Regions from separate parts of the Ovis aries genome. Here region 1 is linked to region 2. Evidence: chromatin contacts called from public Hi-C data. All regions are on one chromosome and are shown on one strand. Each heading gives the region's core, a stretch centred on a gene start, on an enhancer-like site or on the middle of the called end of the contact. The rest is flanking DNA. Distances are from core to core; before and after follow the strand shown.

The links. Hi-C and Micro-C count contacts between places; a contact is called where the count stands out from the background.
Region 1: a Hi-C map of liver shows a contact between it and region 2, with 7 times the contacts expected there. The contact joins the promoter of MRPL23 here to the promoter of IGF2 in region 2. A contact is called at or near these places in 6 of 16 Hi-C or Micro-C datasets (blood, hypothalamus, liver and 3 more).

The regions. Positions count from the first base shown.
Region 1 is chr21:45,924,966-45,931,573 of ARS-UI_Ramb_v3.0, reverse strand. MRPL23 (mitochondrial ribosomal protein L23) reads left to right here and starts at 4,727. Exons shown (of 6, transcript XM_042237758.1): 1 at 4,727-4,762; 2 at 5,471-5,692; 3 at 6,408-6,530. The coding sequence starts at 5,628. It overlaps LOC105605956 (a long non-coding RNA gene), which reads right to left and starts at 6,129. Exons shown (of 7, transcript XR_009597874.1): 1 at 5,874-6,129; 2 at 3,257-3,509; 3 at 2,495-2,561; 4 at 107-938.
Region 2 is chr21:45,770,147-45,776,421 of ARS-UI_Ramb_v3.0, reverse strand. IGF2 (insulin like growth factor 2) reads right to left here and starts at 1,666. Exons shown (of 5, transcript NM_001009311.1): 1 at 1,608-1,666. INS (insulin) reads right to left here and starts at 3,601. Exons shown (of 3, transcript XM_027959829.2): 1 at 3,562-3,601; 2 at 2,973-3,176; 3 at 2,332-2,498. The coding sequence starts at 3,159. The coding sequence ends at 2,368. It overlaps TH (tyrosine hydroxylase), which reads right to left. Exons shown (of 13, transcript XM_027959751.2): 13 at 5,623-6,015. The coding sequence ends at 5,856.

The DNA.
Region 1 (6,608 bases), core at 3,478-5,977, 150 kb before region 2:
ACACGACATTCTTTCTCCCCCTGCCCTTTGGCCTCCCCGCTCCCCTCTGGCGGGCATTCTGCGCCTGCATTATGCATTAACCAGACCTCCCCAAGGAAAGGAATACCTGCTCAACCATAAAAATCTATTTTTCTTGTCTTGACGTCAACCATGTAACTCTTTAGAAGATAACATTCCTTTCTCGGTCCTGTAAGGGGTCACGATGACCCACCGCTGGCCTTGGACGTGCAGACATCTTTGGTGGACTTTATGAGCAGCACATCGTTTCCCTTAAAGATAGCACTGGTACAAAGCAGACTGGCCAGATGATCGGGGGAGATACGGGGCCACACCAATAGACATTCTGAGCTTAAAGCCATGCTCATGACCTCATTAACGCCCCTCGTTATATTACGCATATTCCGCCTATTTTACAAGACGATTGTTTCTTTGATCAGAAACAATGCGACTGAGCCTCGGATAAAACAAATGATGATTACAGACGACTTGAAAGGGTTGACCAGCAGACAGTTCCGTCAGATCAATCGCTGTAACCGTGTAAAATTCCAGGGGCAGGAAGAAGCAGGCCGTGGCAGAGGAGTCAGACTGGGGGTCCCGAGGCCTGGGGCGACTGTTGCCAGGGTCTGGTCCAGTCACGTAGCCCGAGCCACCCGTCACGGAAATCCTCGCCACGGCACAGGCTGGTCACGCGGCGCCCTTGGAGTCTGGACTGAAGCGAAGACGGAAGGGGAAGGGACCGTAAAATAAGGAATGTTGCCCACCATCCAGTTCTACAGGAATGAAGTCATCACCCACCACCGGCGCTGGCCAGCAACACGCCCTGCAGGAGCTGAGGACAAAGGGCAGGATGAGGCGCGCTGGGAAAACTGGCAGGACTGGCCCGCAGACCGCGCTCCAGGAGAACACGCCGTAAACCGGCTTCCTGCGTCTCCTCACGCCTAGAAAGGCACAAGAACCATTACAAACATCTCCCACGAGACGTGTGCTCGACTGCACGTACCCTCTGTCAGAGGGTACTGGCCTCCCCCTCCCTCTTCAGAACGGCCCTCGGAACTTTCTGGAACATTCGGAGTCTCCCAGGTTACAAGCGCAGGCGGTGATGCTGAGGTTCCTGAGACCCACACGTCTGGCGCTGCCCCCAGCCCCGGCCCACGCCTCCCTCCCCTGGCGCCCCAGCAGTGGGGTCCAGACAGCGTCACCGGTGAGAGCGCCTGCTGCCTTTCTCCCCAGTCCTGAAACCCCCGAGAGCCGTGAAGCGGACGTGGGGGCCTTGCCATTTATGTTCACAGCGAGTCCCTCTTCTGTGCTGCTGGAGTGATGTTCACGGGGAAGCTCTGGGAAAAGACCCAAGGAAGGGGGCTGACGGCAGGAGAGCCTGCCCTGAGTCGGGAGGGACTCCAGGACCCCCACCGCCTTGAGGAGGGGAGACAGGCCGGAGGGTGAGCACACGGTCAGTGGCCAATGACTTCCTCAGTTGTATTCTGTGATGAAGCCCCCCCGACCCCAGGAGGGGGAGACCTGCTCAGCTTCTGGGCCTGTGAACCTGGGGAGACCTGCGGGCCCGGGGCTCGCCCCCCCACCCCGCCCTCTGCCTCTGTCACGTGGCTGGGGGCCTTCGCACGCGGCCTCTGCGTGCCCTGGGAATGCCGGCTCCTCCAGAGGCTCTCTGAAGGCCTCCTGTAAAGCCACAGCCCCTCCCACCTCCGCCCCTGCTGCCCGCACCTTCCCCGGCCGGTCCAGTGTGCCTCACTCTTTCATCTGTTCAGGCACTGTGGGCCTCAGCAGCAGCCCCAAGGCACTTCCAGGCTTGTCTTACCTCCCTCCCCACAACTCCCAACTTGGAGCCCTCGGGGGACGCCCACTACTCTCAGGAAGAAGCCCCCACTCCCCAGTCTGGCTTGCAAAACACAGCAGGGAGGCTACCCCCCGGGGGGGCTCCTGCCCACCCCCATCCTCACCTGCCCATGGGGGGTGCCTCCTCCCCAGGGCCACTGCTGGGTCTCCCTGGCACCAAGCTCGGAGTTGGGGGGGAACCCATGTCAGGACGTCAGATCTAACACATGAAAATGTTTGCCTAAAATAAAAGAACTTTGTCCCTACACGTCTGTAAGGCCCAAACCGAAACGCTGGCACCAGCAGAGGCCGCCTCGTGGCTGGTGGGAGCGCGAGGCGGCCTCTGACGACGCAGCACACACACCACGCGGTTCAGCCACCACGACCCTTGGTTCCTAACCCCAAAGAGCTGAAAACTTCAGTCCCTGCAAAAACCTGCTCCTGGATGAGTCGGCAGCTTATTCATCACGGCCAACATGGGAAGCCATCAGGGTGCCCCTCAGTGGGGGCGTGGGCACCTTCCCGCAGTACCTCCGATGATGGCCTTACAGGTCAGTTCTGTTCAGCCGCCCAGTCGTGTCTGACTCTTTGCGACCCCATGGACTGCAGCACGCCAGGCCTCCCTGTCCATCACCAACTCACGGAGTTTACTCAGACTCACGTCCATCGAGTCGGCGATGCCATCCAGCCATCGCATCCTCGGTCGTCTGACGTAGTATCATTCAGTTCTAAAGGAAAGGCACGAAGAAGCCGTGAAGAGACGCAGAGGAGATGTAGATGCCGAGAGAGAGAAGCCAGTCTGCCAAGGCTACCAAGCGTGTGGCCCTAACTAGGGGACAGTCTGGCAAAGCAGACCCACGGTTGCGGAGACAGCAGGATGGCCCACGGCTGTGGGGGTCAGGAGCGGGGCGGACAGGAGCCGCTCCGCGGGTTTTCTGGGCAACAACTCTCCCCGTAGGTGCTGTCACTTGGGCACAGGTCACTGAGCATCTGGCGAAACCTGTAGAATGCCCACCAAGAGCGGATCTCCAAGCCCACTATGGCCTTCAGCTAGCAACAATGCATCAGCGTTGCTCCATCGGCTGCCACGTGTGTGTCACGCTAGTGTAAGTGTTGATGCTATGGGAGGCTGAGGGGCAGGAGAAGCTGAGTGTATGGGAATCCTCTGTACTTTCTCAGCAATTTCCCTATAAACTTAAAATCATTCTTTAAAGAGTCTATTAAAAAACAATAAAGACAGTTGTTTATCTGAGCTTTGAATTTAATTGGCACCCTCTCCTCTGTTTGGCAGACTCAGCCCCCGAAGCTGTGTGCTGCTTGGGAAGGCGGGGAGGTGATGACCCAGGCCGGGGGGAGTGTGGGGGAAGTGGGGTGGGAGGCCACCCGCGGGCTTCCCGGGCTGTGGGGGTCGAGACCCACTCACCTCACACTCACAGATCCTAGGCCGGAAGGGGAAGGATCCAGCTGGCAGGCAATCAGAGAAGGGGTCTAGTGTTGTGGGGTCCGCACCGTTGAGACCCCATTGAGGACCTCCGTGCTCTCAGCCTCACTGATCAGAGCATCGCCTACCAAGGACCAGCAGGACGCCGACCCACGCCGTCTCCCATCCGTGTGTTGCAGCCACGTTAGGAGCAACTTGGAGACCTCTGGGTTGGCATGTGGCTGCTGAGTCAAAGCTTTACAAATGAAACAGAAAGTTCCCCAGCCTCCAGGTTGGGGGACCCCCGTCCTCCAGCTCCTGCCCTCTCCTCACCTCCAGGGCCCTGCCACGGTCACCGTCAGCCTTGCTGGGCCCTGGCTGCAGCCAGACATTGCCTAGCCTTCCCCTGCCCTCCCCAGCAGGCACACCACCCCCCACTCACAGCTGACCCCCCCAGCAGCCGCGCCCCACCGTCGGTTTCTTCATCCTAGACAAGCCCACTTAGGGCCTCCCCCACCAAGCATGACGGTGAGGGGGGCCCTCCAGCCCCTTCCCGCCCTGGGGCCCCCAGGAGCAGCCCCTGCGCCCTCCCAGGCTCCCCTGCTCTTGCCTCCTTGCCGTCCCACCCCCAGCCTGGGGCCCTGCTCCCCCCGGGTCTACTGTTGTGTGTAATTGGGGGTGGGGGGAGCAACGGAGGGTCTCTGATCCCGCTCTGTGACGGGACCCCAGTGAGGGCTGTGCCAAGACTGAAAGCAGGGCGGGCCAGCTGCGACCTGGAGAAGCCAATGGCCTCAGGGAGGCTAGGGGGGCAGGCATGGCTGTGGGGTCCCTGGGGGGCGTCTCAGGGCATGAGGAGTTGGCCAGAAGGACTGGGGTAGGGCGGTAGAGGGAAGTAGCTCCCGGGGCCAGGTGGAGAGAGATGGTGGTTTAGCCGCTCAGTTGTGTCCAGCTATTACCGCCCCATGGACTGTAGCCCACCAGGCTAATCTGTCCATGGGATTCTCCCGGCAAGAACACTGGAGTGGTTGCCATTGTCTTCTCCAAGGGATCTTCCCAGCTGAGGGATTGAACCAAGGTCTCCTGTGTCGGCAGGCAGATCCTTTACTGACTGGGGCCTCCCACGAATTCACACCTTCCCCGCTTCCCCAGTCTCCCACCTGGGCCACCAGCTGGAAGGGTGGCAGGCTCTGGGTGGGGGGTGGCCCGCAGCGTCCCTGGGCACTAGGCTGGAGTCACAGGGCACCCGCAGGGGTGTCCGTGGTGGTCCACTGGTGCGCTGGGCTCCGGAGCGGAGGGAGGGCGTGTGGGGCTGGTGGCACTAGGGTGTGCTGCCGGGCACAGGTAGGGCGCTGAGTGTGCAGGGTTTGGGGCCCAGGTGGGGCCCAGGTGTGCGGGCGGCGCGCGCCCTCCCGGGCGCCAGGGGGCGCTGCGCCGGGGGGCGGGCCCAGGTAGGGCCCGCCCCTCCTTCCGGCCGCGGCCCCGGAAGCGGGCGATGGCGCGGAACGTGCTGTGAGTGGGGGGTCCCGGCGCGCGGGGTCGGGGGCGTGGCCGCCCCCAGGCTGGGCGCGCGGCGCCGGGCCGCGGGGTCGGGACTCGGGGCCCCGGCGGGACGCGCGGCGTCTGGGCTCCCGTGGGGGCGGGGCGGGGGGCGTTGCGGGGCCCGCGGGGCCCGGGCCTCCCCCGAGGTCGAGCCTGGCCTTCGGCGAAGCTGGGCGGGAGGCCGGTGCCGCGCCGGCCTCGGGCCCCGCGGGCTGCGCGCGCCCCCCGCCCCGGCAGCTCCCCGGGGGCCCGGACCGTGGCCCCTGCAGTGCCCGCGGCCGGTCACCAGGGGGAAGAGGCGAGCCCGGTGGCCACTCGCCGGCCCGGCCCCCACGAGGACAGGGCGAGGCTCGGCCGTGGGCGGGCACGCCGGCCCGCCCGCCCTGCGCCCGACGCTCTGCTGTCGGGAGGTGCTGCTGCTGGTGTCCCGGCAGCTGCCACGTGCGACGGGGTCACCAGGAGACCCCAGTCGACGTCAGCTGGCACTCAGCTCATCACTGGCCTGCCCGCGGGCGTCCCAGCCTGTGTCAGGGCCCTCAGGCCCTGCCACCCTCAGGATGCCCCACCCAGGACCTCGGCCTCTGGCCGGGTCCTACTCCCCAGAGTTGTAAGGCCCAGAGGCATCGTGGGACTTGGCTTCACCAAGCTTCCCTTCCCTCCTGCTTGCTGCTCCCCCAGATCAGAGGTCGTGTGCCCTGCTGCAAATTGCTCACCAGGACCCAGGGGCATCGTCAGCCCCTGTCCCCACCCTCACCGAAACACCTCCCCTGGGCTCCCAGTGGACCCCTGACGCCTCACAGGCCCTGCCAACCTTGGACCCCCACCTCCTTGGACCATGAGCCCCGAGGCCTGGTTGGGTCCGGTTGGCAGTGTGGCCCTCCTCGCCCACCAGACCCAAGGGTGCGTAGGTCCAGCTGGAGTGGGTGGGTTGGAGCCGCAGGTGGTGGCTGCCCATACATTCTGGATGTCTTTGCCCCCCTTTGGGGGTTTGAGGGGTGAGGGAGGTGGGCAGTGAGCGTGTAACTGGTGACCTGCTCGCTGCCTTCCTGAGCCCCTTATCTTGTTTTTCCTGTTTGCTCACCCTTTATCGTTTGATCTTCACTCTTGCCAAGGATGAGCTGGTGCTTCCAGCACGGGGGGGGGCGGGGGGGGGGGGGCGGGAGTGGAGGTGGCCCCGTCCTTGTCCTCTCAGCGGCACTGAGCCAGTGCAGATTAAGCTGGTTCTGACTGATCCCACCTCACCTAAGCGGAAGGGAGCTGGAGGCCCGTTCCGGGGGGACAGCCACGAAGGGGCTGTGTGCCTGTGCAGCCGGCACTTTGAACAAACACATGACTCTGAGCCTGTTGACAGGGCAGGGTGGGCACGTCGTCCGCTCGTGAATCATTCACTGGTTCTTTCCAAAGGCCGACCTTGAGGGTCAGCAGGCCACGCTGCCCTGGGGACGGGACTGGCTGCCCCATACCGCGTGAGGGAAGGGCTGACCTGAGGGTGACTGCCCCCTTGGCCCCTCAGCCCCGTGGGCGTGATGACCTGTGGACCCTGTCGGGGCGTCCCGGGAGCCTCGTGTTCTGGGCGTTTGACATGACCCCTCTCCCCACCCCCCCGCCCTTGCAGGTACCCTCTGTACCAGCTGGGCAACCCCCAGCTCCGGGTCTTCCGCACCAACTTCTTCATCCGGCTGGTGCGGCCCGGCACGGCCCAGCCCGAGGATACTGTGCAGTTCCGGATCCCGATGGAGTAAGCCTCCCCCGCCCCAGAGGGATTCAGGCCGAGAGGCCCACGGCCCTGGAGGTGCCACTGGACCCCACTCACAGC
Region 2 (6,275 bases), core at 417-2,916:
GAATGCTGGGGACCTGGCACCTTGTCCAGCTGCTCTCCCAGAGAGCCTGGGCTCTAGAGGGGTGGCTTGAGCAGGTGGGGTGAGGCTTCGGGCACCGTCTCTCCTTCCTAAGCTTTGCGGCCTCCAGAGCCCCCGGGAGCCAGCCTGCTGGGCATCCCGCACAGCCCCTGCGTGCCTGCCCTTGGTCATGTAGGCAGCGGGGGCAACAGACCCCTGCAGAGGGCACACCGCTGGGACTGGCGCCCAGCGCAAAGGAAGTGCCGCAAAAGTGAGGCTTTGGTGCCCTCTGCTGGTTCTACCTGCAAATTACCGCTCTGACTGCCCGCCTGGTGTGCACAGGGACCCACCCTCCCAGGGTCAAGGGGGCTCCAAGGTGAGGACTCCCAGTCTAGCTGGACACAGACTCTGCTGGGGGCTCAGCCTGGGCTCTGCACGGGGCCTTCTGGAGGACCTCAAGCCACCATATCCTGGTCTTTCTCCCTCTTCCCGGCCTGGCCCTCAGTAGGCACTGGGGCCCTCAAGGGCAGGGGCCCACCCCAGCATCCTAGCGTCCACCGGGGAATACAAGACAGAAAATATGTGCTGCCACCCGGAGAAGGCAGACATGGCCAGCTGTAGGTGCCAGGTCTCTTGTGCCAGGCACGGACACAATCTGGGGTCTAGCCTGGAGGCAGCCACCCCAGCAAACGTCCTTAGTGGGTGGACAACAGGGGGCCTGACTCCAGCCTCCAGGTCCCCACCAGGAGCACAGGAGGAGCAGCCCCAGCCCCGCCGTGCATGGACAGTGCAATGCGGAACAGACACACGGGGGAGTGAACCAGACGTGTGCGGGGGGCCGCACTCGGTCCTTGGACCCCCCGTGGCCATGCCAGGGTGACACACAGGGCTGGACACGGCGGGCGGCCACCGTCAGCCCCCGGGCCAGTGAGGCCCAGCTCCCAAGGGCAGCCCAGGTCGGGCCGCCAGTTCCCAGAAGGGGCGGAGCCGGGGCCTGGGTGGGTGGCAGAGCCAAGGTCCGTGGGCCGGGCTGCCGCGGGGGGCGTGCAGGCTCCGGGAAGCAGGGGTGTCTGGGGTTCAGCGGTCAAGGGGCACCGCACAGGAGATACAGCCTGACCTTGTCCTGGCCCCAGGGGCCCAGGTGGCCACCCTGCCTCTGGGACCTTGTCCCTGCCAGGGGTGTGGAGGGCCTCCAGCCCTCCTGCTCAAAACCACATCACCCAGGCCCAGGGGCTGGTGGAAGAGACTCGGGGGGGGTGGTCCCTGGTCTCAGGGCTGGGACGGGTCTCAGGAGGCGGCAGGGAGGCAGGCCCCTCCGGGGGACCGTGACCCACAGCCTTGCCCCCGTGCACCCCTCCCCCGAGCCCCCAGCCCATGTCACCCAGGGCATCCTGCACCAGGGCATACTGGGACGGCCCCATGCACCCCGGGACCCTAAAGGCCTCCTTGCCCTCTCTACAGAGTCTGTTGGCACCAGAGGGGGAGGGGGAGTGTCCAGGTGGTCCCCAGGGTCTCACCAGCTGGCAGGGCCTTGAGGGCAGCCTGGTGATGACCAGCCCACTTCCCAGCCCCAGTTGCCCCCTGCCAGGCCGCTCCAGGCACCCACATACCTCAGCTCCTGCGGGGCACCCCTGCCCCAATCTGCGCGCACAGGGCCACCTGCGTGAGCCTACGGGCAGATCACTGCTCATCCCAGCCCCCCCACTCCCTCCTCTTCCGGGTCCAGTGTCCGGCCGGCCACCTGCCTGCACAACCCTGGCCATCCCCAAGGGGCGGGGCCTTCTGGAGGCCCTGGGGGGTGTTGATGTAGCCCCGAGGAGGGGGTGACAGGGTGAGAGCCTTTGGGGTACACAGAGGACTGCCCCGCCAGCCGGGCACCAGGCTGGCATCTGAGTGGTCTGCAGCCACGGGAGCCCAGGTGCCCAGCCCCAGGCCCAGCCACCCCAAGCCCCGGCCCGGGTGGCGCCTTCAGGAGAGGAGGAGATTGGTTTGGCCTGGCCGGCTGGCAGGCCGACCAGACCTTGGTACAGCCAGGTCACCCGCTGACCTCCGGAGCCTTGGCCAACCCCGGCAGCCCCGGGCTCTTGGGTGTGACGGGTGGTGGCCTGGGCAGGTGCCCTGTGGAGCCCACCTTGTGAGCAGGACCCCTGAAGACGGGAGCGCGCCACCTTGGAGGGCCCCGCCTCGTGCACCCAGCACGTGTGGAGGCAGCTCAGAAAAGCCGACGCAGTGAGACCAGAAAGGGGTCTCGGGCCGGGGGCCCCGCCCTCCTCGCCCCCTCCCCCCCCGCCCCCTCCCCAGGGCGCCGGGACCCCAGGCCACACAGAGACGCGGCGGGCTCGTCAGGGCTTTATTGGCGGCGGGGCAGGTCTAGTTACAGTAGTTCTCCAGCTGGTAGAGAGAGCAGACGCCGGCGCAGCACTGCTCCACGATGCCACGCTTCTGCGGGGGCCCCTCCAGGCCGCCCGCGCCGGGGCCTCCGGCCAGCTCCAGCGCCCCCACTGCAGGGAGATGGTCAGGTAGCGGACGCCCCCCTGCCCGCCCTACCTGGCCTTGGAGCGGGGCCCTGCCCAGGCGCCCTTTTCCCCCTCCCCTCCACCCCCCGCCAGCCCACCCGGGACGGGGCCCTCTCTCCGGGTGACGGGGCGTCTCCCATGGGCACCACTCCATCGCCACCAAGGGCTGCCCACCGAGACCCTCGGCCCCTGGATTGGCCTCGCATCGTCAGATCCCCCCTAGAGCTGCCCTCGTGTGAGGAGGCGAGGGGGCCCGGGTAAGAAGGCAGGATAGATGGGGTGAGGCCCCCTTGGGGGTCGTCATGGCTTAGCCCCTAGGGAGCTGGTCCCTTCCAGGACGTGGACAGGACATGGTCTTCCTTTTTAAAAATCTCTCTTGATTTCCTGCTGGGCGCCAGCGGGAGGCCAAGGTAGGGGCCGGGAGGACCGGGGGACCGGGGGGGGGGAGCGGGGGCTCACCCTGGGGGCCCTCCACCTCCCGGCGGGCCTTGGGCGTGTAGAAGAAGCCGCGCTCTCCGCACACCAGGTACAGCGCCTCCACCAGGTGGGAGCCGCACAGGTGCTGGTTGACGAAGGCGCGGGCCGGGGCGGGGGCCCAGAGCGCCAGCAGGGCCAGCAGGGGCACCAGGCGTGTCCACAGGGCCATGGCGGGCTTGCGAGGACCTGGGCAGCAGCGGGGGCTGAGGCTGGGGCAGGGCGCTCAGCACCCTCAGTCAGGGCTCGCCCCCAACCCAGCGCCCTCAACCAGCGCCTGCCCCCCAAACCCAACACCTCAACCAGGGCCCCAGCCCAGCCCCTTCAACTAGTGCCTGCCCCTCAAACCCAGCCCCCTCAACCAGGGCCCCCAACCCAGCGCCCCCAGTCAGGGCCCCTAACCCAGCATCCCCAGTCAGGGCCTCTAACCCAGCGCTCCCAGTCAGGGTGCCCCCCACCAGGGTGCTCTGAGAGAGCGCACATCCTCCTGCTGCTCGGTGGACCTGGGCCCTGATGCCCTGAGCCCCAGCGGAGCAGCCCCAGACCCAGGCGGACGCAGAGCCCAAGGACGGACCTGTTTGCTGACAGCCTCGAATGCAGCCGGTCCTGAGGGCAGGGGGCTGCCACGGCCTGCCGGCTTTATAGCCCCTGAGCCCGCCACCACCTGGCCTCTCATCAGGGCCTCCAGGAGTGCGGCAGATGGCCCGGGGGCTGAGGCTGCAGTTTCCGGATCATTTCCCCGCTGCCAGGGCTGTGGGAGCCTCTCCTTGGCCGTCAGCACCTCTCGGGGCCGTGGGGTCATTAGAGTCTTAATGAGGGGCCCAATCCATGCCAAGCTGTCCCCTCGCACCGCTGGGGGCGAAGTCCTCCGCCCGGCCCTGCCTGGGCCCATCATCCACGTTAGTCCAGGCAGTGGGGCGAAAGGGGGACCCCTGCTGTGTCCCTGGGCTGCCCCCGAGGCCCCAGCGATGGTCCAAGCCGTGGGGTGGGCAGCGGGCATGTCTCTCCTTGGCCACTGTCCCAGCCCCACCCACCCACCCCAGCACAACAGCCCAGCAAGACCCCCGGCTTCCCAGGGGACGCTGAGGGGCTGAGCCCAGGGACCCACGGCCGTGAGGCCCCTCAGGCTGGCCCCGCTTCTCATCTTCCGTTCAGAGGCCGCAGGGGCCCCCACCTGCCCGCCCAGCTGCCCTCTAGGCCCCACCCCTCTCCCTGGAGCCCCTGCCCACCTCTTCCCGGCTGGACCCTTTCTTTCTGATACGTTTATTTACTTATTTAGCGTTTGGCCACCCTGGGGCTTCGTGTCTCTAGTTGGAGAGGGGGCCTGCTCCCCAGGGCACTGACTCAGCAGCTGCGGTACTCGGGCTTAGCTGCTCCGAGGAGTACAGGATCTTCCCAGACCAGGGATCTTGTGTCTCCCGCACTGGCAGCAGAGTCTTTACCACTGAGCCACCAGGGACGTCCCCAAGGGCTGAGCCCATCTGACGCACCCCACAGCCCCATCACGTCCCTCAGCTGTTATCTGGCTACTCCCCTGCGGTGCCCCCACCCCCCTGACGGGCCCCTGGGGGAGCCCTGGACCCTGTCGGCTCCCCGACTGCAAGGAAGGGGCTGGGCCCTGCCTTCCCAGGACATCACAGTGTCTGGAAGCCCCCCTTCAGCCAGGAGAGATCCCGTGGCCTCTCTGAGAGGGGTGTGCCGGGCAGGGGCTGGACGTGGGAAGACCCAGGGGGAGGGCAAAGCCCAGGGCCCAGCGGGGCAGGAGGGAGGGGAGCCAGCCATCAGCCCTTCCCCGGGGTCTCAGTGGGGCACGTCACTCCAGGGGTGACCCCATTGAGGGCCGCACAGGCTGTGGGACATGACTAGGGAAGGGCTGGTCACAACCAGGTACTTGAGACGCGGCTGGAAGGACAGACCCCCAGGGAGGATGAGAGGGGAGGGTGTTGCCTGGAAGGTCTTAACGTGAAGGAATTTCTGGGATTAACGTCCCCAGAGCTTTGCGCCAGGGTCCTGGCAGTACGAGGGGGCAATGGGGGGCACCAGAGGGAGAGAGAGGGCCTGGAAGACAGGCTGGTGTCTGCCTTGCGCAGGAAGTAAGGCGCCAACCGCCTCCCGGGAAGCCCCAGGCTGCTGGCTCCGAGGGCCAGTCCTGGAGGAAAAGCTGGAGGCTCTAGCTGGAGGCTGTGTCCGAACCCGGCAACTAAGCGGAGCGCAGAATCCAGCACCCGCCCGCCTTGCTGGGTGACTGAGGCCCGGAGAGGCCCCCCGGAGCCAGCCCAGCAGAGTTCCCTGCTGGCACGTCCTTTGTGGGGGCCGTTCCCAGGTCCCACTCTAGGCGGGTGGGGTAGGAGGATCAGAGGGCCCAGCCTGCAGCTCTGCCTTGGAGACCAGAGCTGAGAGCCCTGCCCCTGGAACCCAGACCAGCCCCCCGCCTCCAGGCCGTCACCCTACCGAGACGGGACAGCTCAGCCCGACTCCCACGGCCCTCTGCGGGTCCTCTGGGTGAGCAGGTGACCCTGGGCTGCCTGGAGGAGGCCGGCAGCGGGGGAGCTTCTGAGCGGGACTGGGGCAGTGTGAGGGGGGCCCGGGGCTGTGTGCTGAGCCCACGGCATGGACACAGACCCCAGGCGGGCACTCAGGGCCGAGTCTCTCTTTTATTGAGGTTGCAAGCGGGCAGCGCAGCACAGGGGCAGCAGGCGGGACAAGGAGGCTGACACGCAGCTGGCAAGCGCCGGGCAGGTGCCCTCTGGCAGGGGCTTCTCTGCGGGCTCTTGGGGCACCCTGTGAGCCAGCCCCTCATGTGGGCAGGCGGGGGCAGGCTGGGAGCCCCAGGCCAGCCCGCTGGGGCCTGCGGGTGGCGCCCCGCGTCTAGCTGATGGCGTTCAGAGCGTGGGCCAGGGCCTGCATCTCATCCTGGACGCCGTCCAGGGCGCGCCGGATGGCGCGGGGACTGTCCAGCACGTCGATGGCCAGTGTGTACGGGTCAAACTTCACAGAGAAGGGGCGCTGGATGCGGGAGGCGTAGCTCCTGCGGGGGGGAGGGGGACAGCCGGCAGGGACCTTCAGTCACTAGCGGGGTGCAGCTGGAGGGCTGGAGCCCATCTCCTCCATCACAGAGGGTTCAGAGACCCCAGGACTTTTCTGAGCCACTTGGGCCCCCAAAGCTCATTCAGTCCAGCCACCCAGACAAGTCTGGGGACCAAGACGTCCTGCAAGGGCTGGGGGGTATTTACGGTGGGGAGCACAGGCCTTTTCCAAGCGAACCTCTACCAGGCACTCGATCCCGCC